3 separate regions of the Mus musculus genome follow, and regions 1 and 3 are each linked to region 2. The links are chromatin contacts, called in public HiChIP or PLAC-seq maps. All regions are on one chromosome and are shown on one strand. The core of a region is the stretch at or near the end of the contact, and the rest is flanking DNA. Distances in the headings are between cores, read along the strand shown. Region 1 overlaps Sult4a1 (sulfotransferase family 4A, member 1). Region 2 holds the start of Parvb (parvin, beta). Region 3 overlaps Shisal1 (shisa like 1).

Region 1 (2,882 bases), core at 294-2,793, 150 kb after region 2:
TCTTCCTTAGGTGGGGTCTGTGTTGAGTTATAACATCCTGCAGGCCTTGGGTAAGTGGCTTCATGGTCTTAACATAGTGAGGTATGGAGAGAAGCAGAGGGTGGGACAGAGATCCTTCTCTGGAGACTCAGGTCCCATTAGCATGTGTGTATCTCCTTCCTCCGTGGCCCCAAGTACAGAGGCAGTGGGGTGTTCCTGGTCTCCCTGGTAGCAGTCAGCATGCTTTGCTTGGTTCATGGTCCTGGTTGGCCTTTCTTGTGAAGCGTCATGTCACCAATGGGGTCCAGGCTGTCTGGAAGTCCTGTGCCTTCTCTGGGAGTGGGGAGAGCTTTCCCCTGTCTTTTTTAGGCTGCTTGCCTTCCTCCTGCCTCAGGACCTCATCTGCTGGGACTGAGCTGCACAGATCCAGACCAGAGTCCAGGCTTCCACGGCAGTTGTCCCCTTGTGACCTGGCCTGCCACTGTCCTTTCCTGAGACTCAGCTCTGTAAAATGAATAGATTTGCCAAGATGGGTTTGCAGGGGTCAAACAGGTGTGTCTGAGTGGGGTGTGCTAGGTTGTGTCTGACTGGGTTATACCTGTGCAGGTCCACGGTGCCCTAGTACACCTCTACCAGGGAGCTTGCGGGTGGCCCTGAGGATGGAGCCCCATCCATGCCTCTGTATCTTCTTACTCCTGAGAAGGGTTCGGGTACCACTTCTTTATAGTATCTCATGGAGCCCCCTCCCCCCCATTTGCCATCCCCCACGGCAGCATGGCACGAAGTCCATCACAGGGCTGCACAGTTCAGCCAAAAAGATGGGAGCACAGCGGAACTTGTCACTAGGAAGGCTGTGACATAGCTTGCAGACTGGACCGAGTCCTCTTATACTTGCCACATGCCTAGCCCAGACCTGAGGTGCCGTGGCGAGGTGAGGCCATGCTGTGGCACATATTGTCTGTGTGACAGCCAGGGTTCCCACCTCTCTTTAATCGCAGGTTTCTCTGACAGTATCTGGGGTCATTCAGAAGTCATGGGGCGGGGCCTTGTTCTGGAACTCTCTCAGAGCTTCACACCCCCAGCCTACTCCACCTGCCTCTTTTGTTCTGATTCCTCTGAGCATTGTTTTCTCTCGTTGGCACTAGCGTATGCACTGTGTCCTCTTATCTTCAGAGCGCCTCCTGCTGTGTCAGGTCTTCAGGGCATCCTGAAGTACATAGGCTGGGTAGGGGTGAAGAGCGTTGACAAGAGCAGGAGGGGTGAGGGCCTTTAATGGTTTCTTCCTTCCGGGAGACCCCCGTAGTTTCCTTCCCAGCAGCTGGGCAGGAGCTGGGCATCCTGTGGGAGGGGCAAGAACACCTACACAGTTCCCTTCCCAGCTGTGCCCTTTTGTCTGTTTCCACAGTGGGCTACGGCTCCTGGTTTGAGCATGTTCAGGAATTCTGGGAACATCGAATGGATGCCAACGTGCTTTTCCTTAAGTATGAAGACATGCACCGGGTGAGTAGTTGGGGGTAGGTTACTGAGTCGTCCTTGCCGAGAGGCGCTGTCCATGGCCTGGAGCTGTCCGTGGTGCCAGCACCAAGTGGAGGCAACGGAGGGATCTGCACAATTCCTTCCGTGCCCAGAGATGCTTGTGGTCTTACGTCCCTAATCCAGCTCATGGCCCCTGTTGGGCATCTTTTGAGACAGGCTGGTGTCCAGTGATGTCATGGAAAAGCCCGTTTCTTGGCTTTACTGCCTTAGCGACAGGTGCAGGACCTTGGCCGTTCTCATTTGTTGTCTCAAAACCATCACCTTGGTGACTGTGAGGGCAGTATGCTGGGGTAGTTGAGTCCCTTTGCCTTCTGCGTCAGCTTTTGGGATGCTTGTGACCTTGTGTGTTAGCCTGTGGTGTCCCCTCCCTGTTTCTTCTTGGTGCTCAGGGAAGGAGGTCATTATTGATTTGTGTGGATGTGACGCCCTACTCTGTGCAGGTCTGCTGGGTATGGCTGTGGGAGCACTGGGTGTGTGAGCATTTTGGGTGCCTTGATAGCTGCATATTTTCTCTCTCTCTCTCTCTCTCTCTCGCTCGCTCGCTCGCTCGCTCCCTCCCTCCCTCCCTCCCTCCCTCCCTCCCTCCCTCCCCCCCTCTTTCTCTCTCTCCACCCCCTCTCTGTTTTTGGAGGTGGAGTTTCTCTGTGTAGTCCTGGCTGTCATGAAACTAACTCTGTAGACTAATCTGGCCTCAAATTCAGAGATCCGCCTGCTTCCACCTCCTGAGAGCTGGGATTAAAGGTGTGTGCTACCATCTCCCAGTGGTTTCTCTCAGGCCAAGAGCAAACCTGGCCTTGACCTCGCTCCCTCTCAGCATCTTACCCTTATCTTCACTTCACTGCAGACCCTTCCCTTCCTGTCTCAGGCCCCTCGTTACCTGGCCCCACAACTCCCAAGCTGCTCTGTCATGGTCTGCAGTGATTCCCTACTTTGCTACAGCAGGTAATGGTTACTGGGTTCCTGTAACCCAGCCTTCTGATGACCCTTCCCTCCTCATTTGGCTGCCAAGATAACACCCTCATCTCCCATGGTCCCCTTCTCTCAGATTTATTTTATGAGTTTTTTGTTTTGTTTTGTTTTTGCCTGCATGTATGTATGTGTAGCGCGTGCATGCTGGTGCCCAAAGAGGTCAGAAGAAGGTATTGGATCTGGAGTTAGGAATGGTTGTAAGCCACTGTGTTTATGTTGGAAACCATACTTGGGTCCTCTGCAAGAGCACCAAGTGCTGTTAACTGCTGGGCTGCCTCTCCAGCCCCACGTCCGGCATCTCTTGCTGTTTTCCCATGTCCTGACTGCAGATGCTCGCATGCCACAGATGCTCACACAGCACAGGCCTCAGCCTAGGCCTTGTTTCTCATCGTTTCTTC
Region 2 (3,164 bases), core at 333-2,832:
ATCCAGCCTGGTCTCCAGAGTGAGTTCCAGGACAGCCAGGGCTACACAGAGAAACCCTGTCTCAAAAAAACTAAAAATAAAAACAAAGAAACAAAAACAAAATTTAACAAAACAAAACAGGTGATGGAAAGAACTCAGGTCTGCCACTGTCCTAACTCCTGAAAAGAAAATAGATTTCTAGGCAGGATGGCAACGTCGGCACTGAGAAACCAAAGACAACAGTGGGTGACCAAGGGAGACAAGGACTTCGGTCTCATTTAGGATACTGATGGAGATGCAGGCCAACCTGAAGGGTCTGGAATGGAAGACTTGAGAGGGGAAGAGCCCATTTGATTAGCAATAAACCCTAGGAAGAAGACCAGGCCTGCCTGCCCCCTGGACAATCTAGGTTGGTAAAGGGCATTCTGGGGTTGAAGGCCTGGGAAGGCAAGTCTGGGCAGAATGTGGGACCCACAGTGTCTTCACCGGTTCTATCAAAGAAGTTCAGCATTTCCCCACATGCCCTGCCTTTCAAGACACCTTGAAAGGCCAGAATGAGTCTGCCCATAATTTAGGACCTGGAGGTCCCTTTATGAGTAAATACCTCACGCCGGTCCTTTGGGCCCACAGGGTGATTATCAGTCACCTCTTAGGCAGGGCTTGCCCTGGAGGCCCAGGCTTTCTGGGAGTCAGTGTGGCTCCAGTGGCTGGAGGAGACCCTCAGCACACCCTAACTTGGGGGTCCCCAGGAAGTGTTGTCTCTGAAGCTTCTTTCTACCTGTCCTTTCTCAGAAAGCCCCTCCCATTCCTCGTGAGCTGCCGGAATCTCAGCCCAAGGGCAAGAGCCTCCAGGACAAAACAATAGAAAATTCAGGAATGTTTCTGCGAGGGGAGGGGAGGGAACTGCGGTACCTTAGGGCTCTGGCCAGAGGCGGAGAAGTTACATCCCTTGCAGTTTTGTTTTTTAAAAGTTTTGAAAGTAAAAAGTCGTTTTAAAATTACTTTCCTGCGCAGGGGGCATGACCTCCCCCCCCGCCCCTCCCCCCCGCCCCCTGCCCTTGCACTGGTTCCAGGCTTCCCCAGGCTCCTGGCCTGTGTGTCCTGTGCCCTTTCATTGACTCCCAGCTTAGGGACGGAGCCATGCTTGCAGGCATCACGCAAACAGTAGCCGGTCCTCTCTACCAGCATGTGTCCAATCACTGTGACGAGAGTGTCACACGACAAGGATGAGCACAGGAACAGTAGCTTGCTAGGCCTGTGTCCAGAGCAGAACGCACGTCCTATGCACTGGGCCAGCACTGCAAATGTCTTACGGACAGGGACCGGCCTGTCCCAAAGGTCGCGTAGCCTGAGCGCGACAGGAGGGCTCATTGGCGCCGCCGAGGCGGGCAGGGAGCGGACACACGGGGGACACCGCTGGCACCCGGCTGGCGCCAAAGGGACGCAGGGGCACACTCACCCTCCCTGGTCTTCTTCTTCCTTGCCAGTGTGCCGCCCAACTTGCCCAAGAAAGACTCGTCCTTCTTCATCTTGGGGGCCCGCGGGGTGGGCGACCGTGGTGGCGCGGAGGACATAAGCGAGTGCGCGCCACCCACCGCCGGCCGGGGAGTGGCCAGGAGGGCGCGGCCCCGGCTTCCCCGCCCCTGCCTACTGACCCCGAGGTCCCGGTGCTGCAGCTGAGCTCCCCCGCCCGCAATACAGCAGGACCCTGCGCGTAGTGCCAGGCACGACCGGCCCCCTTTTGTGCAGCCTCACCGTGCTGGAAGCCCAGAATCAATTAGTCCCACAAACATGTACGGTCAGATGTTGAGTCTCTGCCAGAATCCTGGCGCAGGACTAGGGCATCCCTTGAGTCGATGCTTTGGGTGTAGTGGGTGCCTTTGTGGGACAGTAGCCTCATACACAGTGACCCTTCCCCCAAGGCAAGCCCAGCCAAAGAGTTCCATGGGAGCCACGGGCTGGAAGAATCCGGGCAGCATGGGCACCCGGAGGAAGAGCGCAGGCCCCAGGGAAGGATGCTAGGCTAACAGCCATGACCAGGTTTGTGTTGCACAAAATTGATTGTTGCTGATTTGGGAACAGTAGATGATGAACAAGGATGGGACCAGGCAGGGAGGTTTACTAGGAGCGAAATGAACGTGTTTCTAGAGACGCTGCGGGGTAGAGGCAGCATGAGAACTGAGGCGTAGGCAGAGGGAAAACCAAATGGCCTGTGGCTCCAGCAGAAGGGTGGTTGCGTGGCTCAGCAGAGATAGGAGCTATCAGGGCCGGGGCGCAGGCAGCACCTAATCTGCTGGGAGGGGGGTGTGTGTGAGGGGGAGGTGTTTCTTCCTTCTCCCTTTGTACTGGCTCAGAGCCTCGCTCCTTCTGGCGAGCGGTTTCAGTTCAGTGCAGGAAATATTGACGCTGGCAGAAGGGGTGTAGCCAAGCTGGCTGTTCAGCTAGGATGTGCCTGGGCTCTCCTTGGGATTTGTCATGGAGAATGGGGTGCCCAGTATCTAAAGAGTTACAAGCCAAGGGTGGGATGGGCACAGTGGGGATCCCCTTAGGAGGAGAAGGATCAGAGAGGGCCAGGATTTGGGAAGAAATAGGGAAGAGAGAGTTGCTAGGGAAGGATGGTTTCCAAAGACCAAGATAAAAGTGTTGCCTCCCTCCACTATGATAGGAAGAAAACTCACAGACCTGGGCCAGGCATCTCTCACCCTGGCCCAGTTCCTGGCTGCTCTTATCTCTACTAAAGCACACCCCTCTTTGGCAGCACGGGACATTTACTTGGCTTTCCCAGGCTGACTTCCCTCTCATAACTGTCAGGGAGCCTGAGACCCCAGGATCCCGGAAATCTCAGAAATACAAACTCCCTGCATCCCACGTGACAGTGGTTAATCTGATTGTCAACCGGAGGAGAACTCCGATCACCTTGGAAACAAAGCTCTGGATGTACCCAGAGGATTATCTATCTCCTTTGGGTTAAGGAGGGACAGACAACACCAGGTCTCAATCGTGGGCAGCACCCCACCCCCACCCCCCACCCCCCACCCCCCACCCCCAGTCCCAGGAGCTGGGCTCCAAACTGAATAAAAAGGTGTGAGGACTATTCCTGGTTGTTAACTTGACTACGCCTAGAGTTAACTAAAACCTAACTGGCAGCTGGGCACACCTGGGAGGGGTTTTTCTTAATTGAATCA
Region 3 (3,099 bases), core at 596-3,095, 190 kb before region 2:
GGTCAGATGATGTTTTCCAGCCCTGAGATGAGCTGAGGTCCTTTGGATACTGCGGGGGGGGGGGGGGGGGGCAGTGGGGCTCCCAGGAGCCTGCAGTTCACGTTTGCTCCTCTAGTTCTCAGCCACAAGCTCCTGGTACTTGGGCTGACCCTGCATGCAAGCTTGGACTCACAGAAACCAAATCCTCCAGGCCTCCAAACTAGAGCTGAGCCAAGACCAGAGACAGCCCAGCATGGCCAGCCAGGACCCAGTCAGAGCCTGGCCCTTCACAAAGGCTCTCGTGGCACTATCTGTCTGTCTCACTCCTCCATCTCCGTATCTTTCTGCTACTTTGTATATTTTTCCCATCTCTGTGCATCTCTCTTATGTGCTCCCTCTGTTTTTCATATATCTCTTCCATATGTCTCAACATGTCTCTGTCTCTTTCTGTCTGTTGTGTGTGGCTCTGTCTCTCCTCTCTGCCCTTCCCCACACGGTGACCAAGCCACTGCTCAGAACTGGTGACTTCCTCCCCTTGTCCTTTGCTTGAGATGTAGTTTGGAGGGAGATTGCAATAGGACTCCCAGGAGAGCAGAGTAAAGACCATGCTGAGACAAAAGTCTAGGGCCATCACCTCCCCGGTTCTTCCCATGTGATGGGGACCCTGGTCCTCACCTCCCCAGCTCATTCCCATGTGAAGGCAGCCCCCTGCTATATGCTGTGTCTTTCTAGCTCTTCCCCATGTGGTAGAGGGCCCAGGTTCTCATTATTCTGGGTGTGAGGACCCAGTCATCTCTTATTACCACTGGGGACGGGGACTCAGAGGAGGCACGTGAGTGGTGGTCACACAGCTGAAAAAAGAGCTGACTCTGTCTGGGCCACCAGAGCTGGGGTTCACTAAGTGCTGGAGTGCTGGGACTCCCAAGAGCTGGAGACAGTGAACCTGCACCCACCGGTTTTCGGAGCTCCTTGAAGCCCCACCACAGGGATTCTAACCCTTCTCCAAAAAGGGGTCCCCAGCTCAGGGCTCCTCTGTCCCTGGAGAAGCAGCAGGGTCTCCCGGTCACTGGCTCATGACTAAGGCTAGAGCATCCAGGGACAGCTATGGGGTTGTGAATTAGGTCCTGGGAAGGACCTGCCAGTCTCACCCCTATGTCCACAATTGCCTCTGCCAAGGCCTGATGGCCCCCTGCTATTGACTGTGTTTCATAGGCAAGAGGCCAGTCCCAGAGCCAGGCTTGGTCTTTCTGATAGCACTCGAGGTGTGTCCATCGTTCTTAGGTGCCCATGCTGAGTACACAGAGCCACAGTAGGGCTTCAAGTCATGCAAGCGTCATGGGACGTGACTGCTGTCCTCTGCCTCTCAGAGGTGTGCAGTTGCTTTGCGGCAGTGGTTCCCCAGCCCAAGCCCCAGGGCATGGGTTTACCAGAATAGAACATGTTCCATGTTCCCTACCCTAGAGCTTTGAGCTATGTAGGGCTTCCATTCTGACTAGCATGCTTGGTGGGTCAAGACTCTGAGCCTCCCTTATCTCTTCTGTATGATAGGAGTAGATGGGACTCCGTGGTACGTCTCCCTAGGGCACCACACCAAGTGGTCTCTGTGTCCCTGGATAGGTTCTTCTCAAGATCAAGGGTGCACTGGAAGCTAGAGAGCCACTACCTCCCCACTGTGTCCACAGAAGGAGGAACTGTCCTTCAGGGAAGAGCCTTTGGAACCAGCCTAAGCACCAGCTCTCAGGGTGTTCCCGTCCCCTGTTCCCCCCCCCCCCCGCCAGCTGGCCTGCTGGGGTCCCCTGTGGTGGTGCTGTGTGGGCTGCAATCTAATAACCTCTCAGCCGACAGAGCTTCTTGTGGGAGCTCTAAGAAGCCAGGGCCTTTGTGCCTGCGATTTGCCTGTGCCAAGAAGCCCCTTTTCAGTGATACAAATTAGATACAGCGAGCCCTTTATGAAGATACTAATTAAGCCCGAGACAGCCGCTCTGCTTTTCCATTGTTGCTTTGTTCGAATTCGCTATCAGCTCATCCCTGCTTTGCCGGCGTCAGAGGAGGCTGAATAGGGGCCTCCGTCTGTGGGCCAGGGAGAGAGGAGAGAGGATCTCCGGCCAGCACAGCCGTCTCACTGTATGTGTGGCCCAGAGGAGACCTTGCTCAGGTCTAGGACACCAGCTTCTATAATGGAGTTACTACTTTCAATATAGGTGGAGCCTACCCAGGCCATGCGCTCCTTTGTGGCCTGACACCCAGGAAAGCCTGACTCACAACCAACCTGCTCTGTGTCAGAGAGAGAGAGAGAGAGAGAGAGAGCTTGCAGGAGCTGGCTTTAAGTCAGGTGCCATCACCACTGACTGGCTCCTGGCAGGTCCTTAACTGAACACCTCCCAGGTTCAGTTTCTCCACCTTCAAAGTGATATCACAAGCCTGCTAGGGTGATCATGTGGATTTAGTGAGGACCCCCCCCCAACCACAGAATAGGTCCCTAGTCACTACAGGCTAAAATGCTGGCGATGACCCACCTACAGGTGAGCTTCAAGGAGCCCCAAGGATCATTCATCCTGAGCTATCAGGGCCATTGTGTAAGAGCTGGGGATCACAGAGGTCCAGGAGGCTTTGGGGCAGAAGTGAGGCTCTTTCTGGACCCTGAAGAATTCCTAGGGGAGGGAGGGGCCTGTAGGACCCTGGAGCTGCCAGTCGCTCCTGCTCAGCACCTGTGAGCTGCCAAGGGGACCCCAGCAAACCTTGTGTCTCTGTATTCCAGTCCTGTCCGCACATTTCCGGGTCTGTGAGCCTTACACGGATCACAAAGGCCGCTACCACTTTGGCTTCCACTGCCCCCGGCTCTCGGACAACAAAACCTTCGTCCTCTGCTGTCACCATAACAACACTGTCTTCAAATACTGCTGCAACGAGACGGAGTTCCAGGCGGTCATGCAGGCAAACCTCACGGCCGGCCCCGAGGGCTACATGCACAAGTGAGTACCAACCCCCCCACCCACCTCCCTACTGCTCTGACCACTGCCCACCCCTGCCCTGGGCATGCTCCAGACAGCACATGCAAGGAGGTAATCCTAGAATGAGCTTTGCAAAGACTTGAGGCAACCTGGGTTCCTGGCCTGACTG

What was found. HiChIP or PLAC-seq counts read pairs in DNA pulled down with a chosen protein or histone mark.
Region 1: a contact with region 2 is called in an H3K4me3 HiChIP or PLAC-seq map of embryonic stem cells, with 2.0 times the contacts expected there. The contact joins the enhancer-like site here to the promoter of Parvb in region 2. A contact is called at or near these places in 7 of 39 promoter capture datasets (3T3-L1-derived adipocytes, cranial neural crest, embryonic stem cells and 3 more), 2 of 484 Hi-C or Micro-C datasets (both in embryonic stem cells), 4 of 115 datasets of contacts at active chromatin or transcription factors (all in embryonic stem cells) and 1 of 9 other capture datasets (adipose tissue).
Region 3: a contact with region 2 is called in an H3K27ac HiChIP or PLAC-seq map of stem cell-derived neural progenitor cells, with 2.1 times the contacts expected there. The contact joins the enhancer-like site here to the promoter of Parvb in region 2. A contact is called at or near these places in 3 of 39 promoter capture datasets (cranial neural crest, hippocampal neurons and second pharyngeal arch cranial neural crest), 1 of 484 Hi-C or Micro-C datasets (nephron progenitors), 2 of 115 datasets of contacts at active chromatin or transcription factors (oligodendrocyte precursor cells and stem cell-derived neural progenitor cells) and 2 of 9 other capture datasets (adipose tissue and liver).

What each region holds. Positions count from the first base shown.
Region 1 is chr15:84,085,197-84,088,078 of GRCm38.p6, reverse strand. Sult4a1 (sulfotransferase family 4A, member 1) reads left to right here. Exons shown (of 7, transcript NM_013873.3): 5 at 1,385-1,479. Among named protein-coding and RNA genes, the nearest start is that of Gm46526, 18 kb to the left of the region's middle. Within about 2 kb of position 1,543, at least 13 of the 459 cell types and tissues checked have an H3K27ac peak or open chromatin away from gene starts, as enhancers often do. A contact at or near this core is called in embryonic stem cells, where this site is marked.
Region 2 is chr15:84,230,461-84,233,624 of GRCm38.p6, reverse strand. It overlaps Parvb (parvin, beta), which reads right to left and starts at 1,582. Exons shown (of 13, transcript NM_133167.3): 1 at 1,439-1,582. The coding sequence starts at 1,553.
Region 3 is chr15:84,416,952-84,420,050 of GRCm38.p6, reverse strand. Shisal1 (shisa like 1) reads left to right here. Exons shown (of 5, transcript NM_001374162.1): 3 at 2,738-2,951. Among named protein-coding and RNA genes, the nearest start is that of Gm46527, 12 kb to the left of the region's middle. Within about 2 kb of position 1,845, at least 42 of the 459 cell types and tissues checked have an H3K27ac peak or open chromatin away from gene starts, as enhancers often do. A contact at or near this core is called in oligodendrocyte precursor cells and stem cell-derived neural progenitor cells, where this site is marked.